Regions from separate parts of the Mus musculus genome. Here region 2 is linked to region 1. The links are chromatin contacts, called in public promoter capture Hi-C maps. All regions are on one chromosome and are shown on one strand. Each heading gives the region's core, a stretch centred on a gene start, on an enhancer-like site or on the middle of the called end of the contact. The rest is flanking DNA. Distances are from core to core; before and after follow the strand shown.

Region 1 (3,021 bases), core at 291-2,790:
TGGTCCTCCCTCACCTCATCCAGAAGCTGGGACAGGGTTAGGCCTGGGGCCAGCATTTTAGCCGAAGGATTGAAGTTGCAACAAGAAGGAAGGGTAAGTGAGAGATTTCAGTGACTTACTGAGGAACCACAGAGGGAGTTAGGTAGGGTTACCGGGGAAACCCCTACCAGTACCTGCACTGGAAGAAGCAGACTCTGAGAGGTGGTCCCTAGAGAAACAGTGAAGACTTCTCAGGGACAGCTCTGATGCCAATCTACCCAGCTCTGCCACCCGTGACCATACCGCGCACAGCCTCAGGGCCCAACCCCAAACTTACTCAAGACACTCATTGAGTTTTCTCTGCACATCTGAATCCTGATTGCTGGGAGAAAGAGGAGGGTGGTAGGTGATCAGGGTTATTGATGCCCATCCCTCTCACCTGAAGATCTATGCCAAGTGCGCGTGAAGAGACAAAAGGTGGAAGCTTCATTTAACTGTTTTGTTTTGGGGAGAGGAATATGGAGAGATTTAGACTGAAGCCCTCAGGACTTCAGCCATGCGAAGCCTGTAGTCTGCCACTGAGCTACATCCCCTTCCCTTAAAGGGACCACTTACCAACCAGTCACCTGTATCCGGGGCTGCTCCGTGGGCAGCAGGTTAAAGCGATCCACCTGGAGGTAGAACTCCGCAGGCTGGAGGAGTTGGGGAGTGGTGTCTCAGGAGTGGTGACAAAGAGCTAGGTACAGTAACCAACCCGCCCAAGTGAGCCTTACCACTCACCGCATGGTCCTGAGCCACCTGAACGCGGAGCCCGCAGGCCTGCAGTAGCAGGAGCCGGCCCTCGGTCCCGCGGAATCCGAGCTCCTTCTCCTCCCTGCGGCGAGCACAGCCCTCATTGTCCAGAGCACAGGCACAAACCCCCATACGCCTGGGGAATGAGCTTTCCCCACTTCTCCAGTACCCGCCCACTTCAGGTTCAATGCCCCACTAGCCAGCTGGCCTCCCACCTTCCGCTGACAAGTAGCACTTCTCTTACCAGTCGGAGGTGTCGATGGCGTTGCGCGTCACCACGCATCGGACACTGTGGGTTCCGTCTGACACAAGTAACACGGCCCCGGTGTCAGGTGTGTCAGGGGCGGAAGAAGGGCCGGGAGTCTCCGAGTCCTGGAGTACCTAACACAACAGTAGTGGCTAGTGTCAATTCACTCCCGCCTTCTCTACCCGGGTCTCTGGGATCTGAGCGACCTGCTTACCTTGAGCAGCTGCCCGGTTCGTGGACTTGACAGTGTTTCTGAACCTAGGATCAGCTCTCGAATCCAGGGCTGTAGGGCCAGCAACCCTGAATCGGACATTAGCAGGGCGGCACCCTGGGCGACCCCCAGGAAAGGGTCTTCCCGCGAGCACCGCCGCTCCGCCTCTAGCGGGAGAGGAAGCACGTGACCGCCAGGCGGATCCTAAGTTTGAGACTCCGCCCCCCTCGCGGTTCTGCGCCTGCGCAAGCTCTTCCCGGGTCCTGCTGACTGACCTAGCTGCTGGCTGATGACAGTTTATTCTTACCGGGGCATCTCTCTGAGCCCGTGAGCTGTTCCTCAGTACAACTCTAGAGCCGGAAAGGAAAAGGCAAGGACTAGATTGGATGAGAGCGATCCAGGTTAGGAGGCTGCAGCAGAGAATGGGGCCTGAAGCCACTTTGGCTCTGTGTAAGACCTCCAGAATTTTCCTAAAATGTTGCCGTAGTTTCCTTTACAAAATGAAAATGACAGCACGGACAACTTAATAAATGTTTGTTCCCTCATTCTGCCTTCGGATTGGTCGAGTCCTTTTTGGGACGCTCGAACCATAGCGTAATGACGTAAGAACAGAGAAAGCCCTCTCTGCCTCCGTCTCCGTTTCCTAGGAAACGTAGACTCCACGTTTCTCGGTGTCGCGTCCCCCTTGACGTCATGGTTTGGGTGGGAGGGCGGGGCGAGTGCTACCGCCAGGGGCGGGGCGGCTCGGGCCAGCGGGCCGGGCTGTGCACCTGCGCCTCGGCGGGCTGCTGTGGGGCACTGTCCCCCGCCCGCCAGGCCCTGCAATGGCCAGGCCGCAGAGGACTCCGGCGCGCAGTCCCGATAGCATCGTCGAGGTGAAGAGCAAAGTAAGGGCTTCTCTGGTCTCGGCTCTAGCCACTGCGCTAGGGCTCCTAATTCCCTTTCTCTCCCTTATTAGTTCCTTGGCTCTCCATCACCTCTTTCTGTCCTCCATCCTCCGTCCTATTCTGCTTTTCTGTCTGCCTCCCCTCATCGCATCCTCCCTCCCACTACGGACTTCCAGAGTCCCTCTGTGGCCTGGGTATGTGGAGAGCAAGGGAAAGACCTTGGACAGTGTCCCTTGTACTGGAGCTGAGGTTTAAGCCTAAGGCTGCAGCTGTTCCAGCAACCTTTCCCTCTCCTGACAGCCTCAGTGCTGTGGTGAGAAAGGGGCTTGGGATGTCCTGACACTCCGTTCCCTTTCCCTCCCGCCTCCAGTTTGACGCCGAGTTCCGACGCTTTGCACTACCCCGCACTTCGGTGAGAGGCTTTCAGGAGTTCTCGCGATTGCTGTGTGTGGTACACCAGATCCCTGGCCTGGACGTCCTGCTTGGCTATACGGATGCTCACGGTGACTTGCTGCCCCTCACCAACGATGACAGTTTGCACCGGGCCCTGGCCAGCGGGCCCCCACCTCTGCGCCTCTTGGTTCAGAAACGGGGTGAGGATGGGGTACAGTGGGCAGCTTTCTTGGGTTAGGGTGATAGGACAGGTATATCAGGGTAGATCATACCCAGGGCCCCCAGGCTTTATGTTCTGTAGCCTCTGCCCTTGGTCTGACCTCCAAGTAGCAGGAAAACAGTTGACATTGTCCCTATCACAGGCCCAATTGGGAGAAGTCTCTAATCTTAGTCCCCCCCCCTCTCCTGCAGCAGAAGGTGACTCGAGTGGCCTGGCTTTTGCCTCCAACTCTCTACAAAGGCGCAAGAAAGGGCTCCTGCTACGACCAGTGGCACCTCTGCGCACCAGGCCA
Region 2 (3,021 bases), core at 389-2,888, 360 kb after region 1:
AGAAGAAGGAGGAGGAGGAGGAGATGATGAGCTCCTGATCTTGGCCTCTGCCATGTGAGTGCTGGCACTCCAGCCATGTGCCATTAAGTCTGACTGCCTCCTCTTCCTGCTGATCTGAATGCCCTTAGCCAAGTGTTCTATAGAGAAGTGACTATTATAGTCTCCAGCTTAGCATCACCCAGTGACCATGCCCACTCATACAGCATCACCTTTGGTTTCTGATCATTGGTCCTTCCATGGAACAAGCTTTGCTCGTCTTTTGCTTGGATCTCCAGTTTCTACTACTCCTGTAGCGTGTGGGTGGGTGTTCAATGTCCTCAGAGCTCCTATCACAGCTCTAATCTCTTTGCACAGTAATTATATATTTGCTATTCCTCTCTCTCTCAACCCTGATGGGAGACTATCTCTGTATCTCTGTGTCCCTCATAAGTACTGGTAAAGCCCTGAGCAGGAATAAACCAGTCCAAGATGAATGGCTCACGAGCTCAGAACATTCCTTGCTCTTCTGACCCTAGGCTTAGCCGGGGTCCCCCTGAGGCTCACTTAGTAGCCCAGGAATCACTGAGATGCAGAGATCTTTGCAAGGAGCTTGTGCTTGCTCCATTCTCCCAGGGGCTTTTGTGAGTAGTATCAGACTTGCTGTCGTGGAGGAGGTGGTCACTGGCTTCTCCCAACTCCTTCTCTTAATCATGCGCTAAGTAAACAAGACTGAGTCCCCAGACTCCAAGGGATGGTGTCTTGGGCCATCTCATGTCTCACCGGGGAAGGCAGACTCTTTGAGGTGAAACCAAGATTGAAAGCCGGTTCTTTTTGACAGCGTCACTTCCTATATGTGGGCTTTCCTTGCTCGGGTGTCACAATGCCTTAGTCTCACGGTTATGTACTAAGATGCAGAGGCCAAGAAGGGTACTTTTCTCTGTGTCTGCTCAACTTCCGTCAAGGACCAGACCTGGTCCCTCTGATTTAGGTGAGGCCTAGCTAGAATGCATGGCATCCTCTCCGGGCCGGCTTGAGGGGACAAAGGCACAGCCACTGAGACGGGGCCCCACCCCAGAAGGGTGGCTCTGAATCGACTCCAGACTTGTCTCGCAAGGTTTTCTTCGGCTCCACCCTAACCTACCCAAAAGTTCGAACCAATCCCTGGCCCTCTCCAAGTTACGCCATCGAAGTTGGTATGGAGGGATGCGGGGGATGAGTGGTAACTTTTGAGGTGGTCTAACGAACGTATCCACTCTAAACTCAGCTATAAGTGAAAAGTACCTCTGTGGGGCCAAATATCCGGACACCTATAACCCTGGCGCTCTGCTACCCACTTCCTCGACATGAGCTCCGCCCGATGAGGGGGAAAAAGATAGTCTCCAATTGGCCTACGTGGGTTCCCAATCTAATTAGACAGCGCTATTGGCCCTACCCTGGTCTTGGTTTAGAAACTGCGGAAGAAAGAGAGTTTTAACTACAACTTCCGAGAGGGAGCAGGGCTCTGGCGCTTCTTGCTCACGTGACTTCCTCCTCGCAGAGGACTCACGCGATAGGTCGGTGAGGAGGCGGGGCCCGTGGCTGTCAGCGGGGCCAGCGGCCTATGGGCTGCCCCGTCGGGCGGGAGCGCGGCGAGGGGCGGGGCTGGGCGCGCTGCAGGGCGCGGGAGCGCGCCGGCGGCGGTGGCGGCAGTGGCGGCGACTGTGGGGGTGGGGGGCGGGGAGCCTTGGTTGAGGCGACCGTGGCTTTTCTGCACCCTCGACCGGCGGCGGTGACGGCTCCCGGTGCGGCGGGGCGCTCGGCCAGCTTTCTAGGTCGGAACGGAACGCTCGGCCTCGCGGGCCCCGCCCGGAAAGTTTGCAGTGGAGCCGCGACCTCCTGGCCGGCGCGGCCCAGCATGAAGCGGCGCTGAGGAGCCGCCGCGGCCGCCTGAGGAGGAGGCGCTGCACCCCGGGCCACGCCGATGACTACTGCAAACTGTGGCGCCCACGACGAGCTCGACTTCAAACTCGTCTTCGGCGAGGACGGGGCACCAGCGCCGGTGTCCCAGGTCTCGCGGCCTGCAGGTGGGTGCCGGGCCGGCCGGGACTGTGGAGCGTGCCCTCGCCGCGCTCCCGCCAGCTCGCCTTCCCCTCGGTCCCCCTGGTGCGTGCGGGTGGCGAGGAAAGCCCGATTTAATTTGAGGAGGAGAAGGAGGCGTGTGGTTCGGGGCGACGTGGAAGTGTCTTGGCTGCGAGCGAACTAGTAGGGAACTCGACTCCGAGAGGCCAGTGGCCGGCGGACGCCCGGGCTTTGGAGGCAGAGGTTGTTGGGGCCAAAGCCCCAAGAGGTTTCTGGTTGTCGTAGCTGTGCCAGCGTGGTGCAGAGGAAATGTCTCCGAGAAGTGTAAGCGCACTTCGCTGTCTTTAGGCTAGTTGTAAAATTCTTTATTTGAAAGATGCGTGTTTTCAAATTCCACTTTAAAAAAAAATCTACTTTGCTAGAAGAGCGAGTTCGAGTTAGTGTCCACTTGTGTAAATTTATATTCCATCCACGCTTAGTTTCAAGTATACTATAACGGACCTTTCTGAAAACTGGGTTGTTTTGCTTGGGCAAAGTGTTTCTGGAGATTAAAAAACAAAAACAAAAAAACAAGATACGTTGCCTTTTAAAATTACAGTTCTCCTAGAATGTTCTAGAAGGCATTTTTTAATAATTTTAAAAAAAAAAGCTCTTCTCAGAAGATGTTTTAAAAGATAAGTTGGGAAAGCTGGACACCATAATGCTTGCGGGTCAAACCAGTCAGTAAATAGAAACAGGATGATGACTGGGGACTTAACTCTCTCCTGTGACCTGGTTTGGAATAGTGTGGTTCGTTAAGTTCAGCTTCCCTATTACATATGCAAGAGAACTTAGAAAAAGAAGATGGATAAGAGTATTCATGTTTATTCTTTCCAGTATTAAGTGAATTATTTAAATTTTTTCATAGTATTGTGAGGGCTAATACATTGTTTTCTCAGCGTTGCATTGAATCTCTAGGTGGTACAATACCTTTTAGTTCCTTTT

The links. Promoter capture Hi-C pulls out the DNA fragments that hold promoters and counts their contacts.
Region 2: a promoter capture Hi-C map of embryonic stem cells shows a contact between it and region 1, with 3 times the contacts expected there. The contact joins the promoter of Nfatc3 here to the promoter of Acd in region 1. A contact is called at or near these places in 24 of 39 promoter capture datasets (the 3T3-L1 cell line, the C10 cell line, the HPC-7 cell line and 13 more), 8 of 484 Hi-C or Micro-C datasets (B cells, CD8 T cells, bone marrow-derived macrophages and 3 more), 26 of 115 datasets of contacts at active chromatin or transcription factors (the 230-238 cell line, T-cell acute lymphoblastic leukemia, Th17 cells and 16 more) and 3 of 9 other capture datasets (adipose tissue, liver and macrophages).

The regions. Positions count from the first base shown.
Region 1 is chr8:105,699,688-105,702,708 of GRCm38.p6, forward strand. Acd (adrenocortical dysplasia) reads right to left here and starts at 1,541. Exons shown (of 11, transcript NM_001012638.2): 1 at 1,233-1,541; 2 at 1,016-1,152; 3 at 760-853; 4 at 595-671; 5 at 317-361; 6 at 174-208; 7 at 1-43. The coding sequence starts at 1,331. Pard6a (par-6 family cell polarity regulator alpha) reads left to right here and starts at 1,960. Exons shown (of 3, transcript NM_019695.3): 1 at 1,960-2,116; 2 at 2,487-2,709; 3 at 2,921-3,021. The coding sequence starts at 2,054.
Region 2 is chr8:106,057,952-106,060,972 of GRCm38.p6, forward strand. Nfatc3 (nuclear factor of activated T cells, cytoplasmic, calcineurin dependent 3) reads left to right here and starts at 1,639. Exons shown (of 10, transcript NM_010901.3): 1 at 1,639-2,042. The coding sequence starts at 1,940.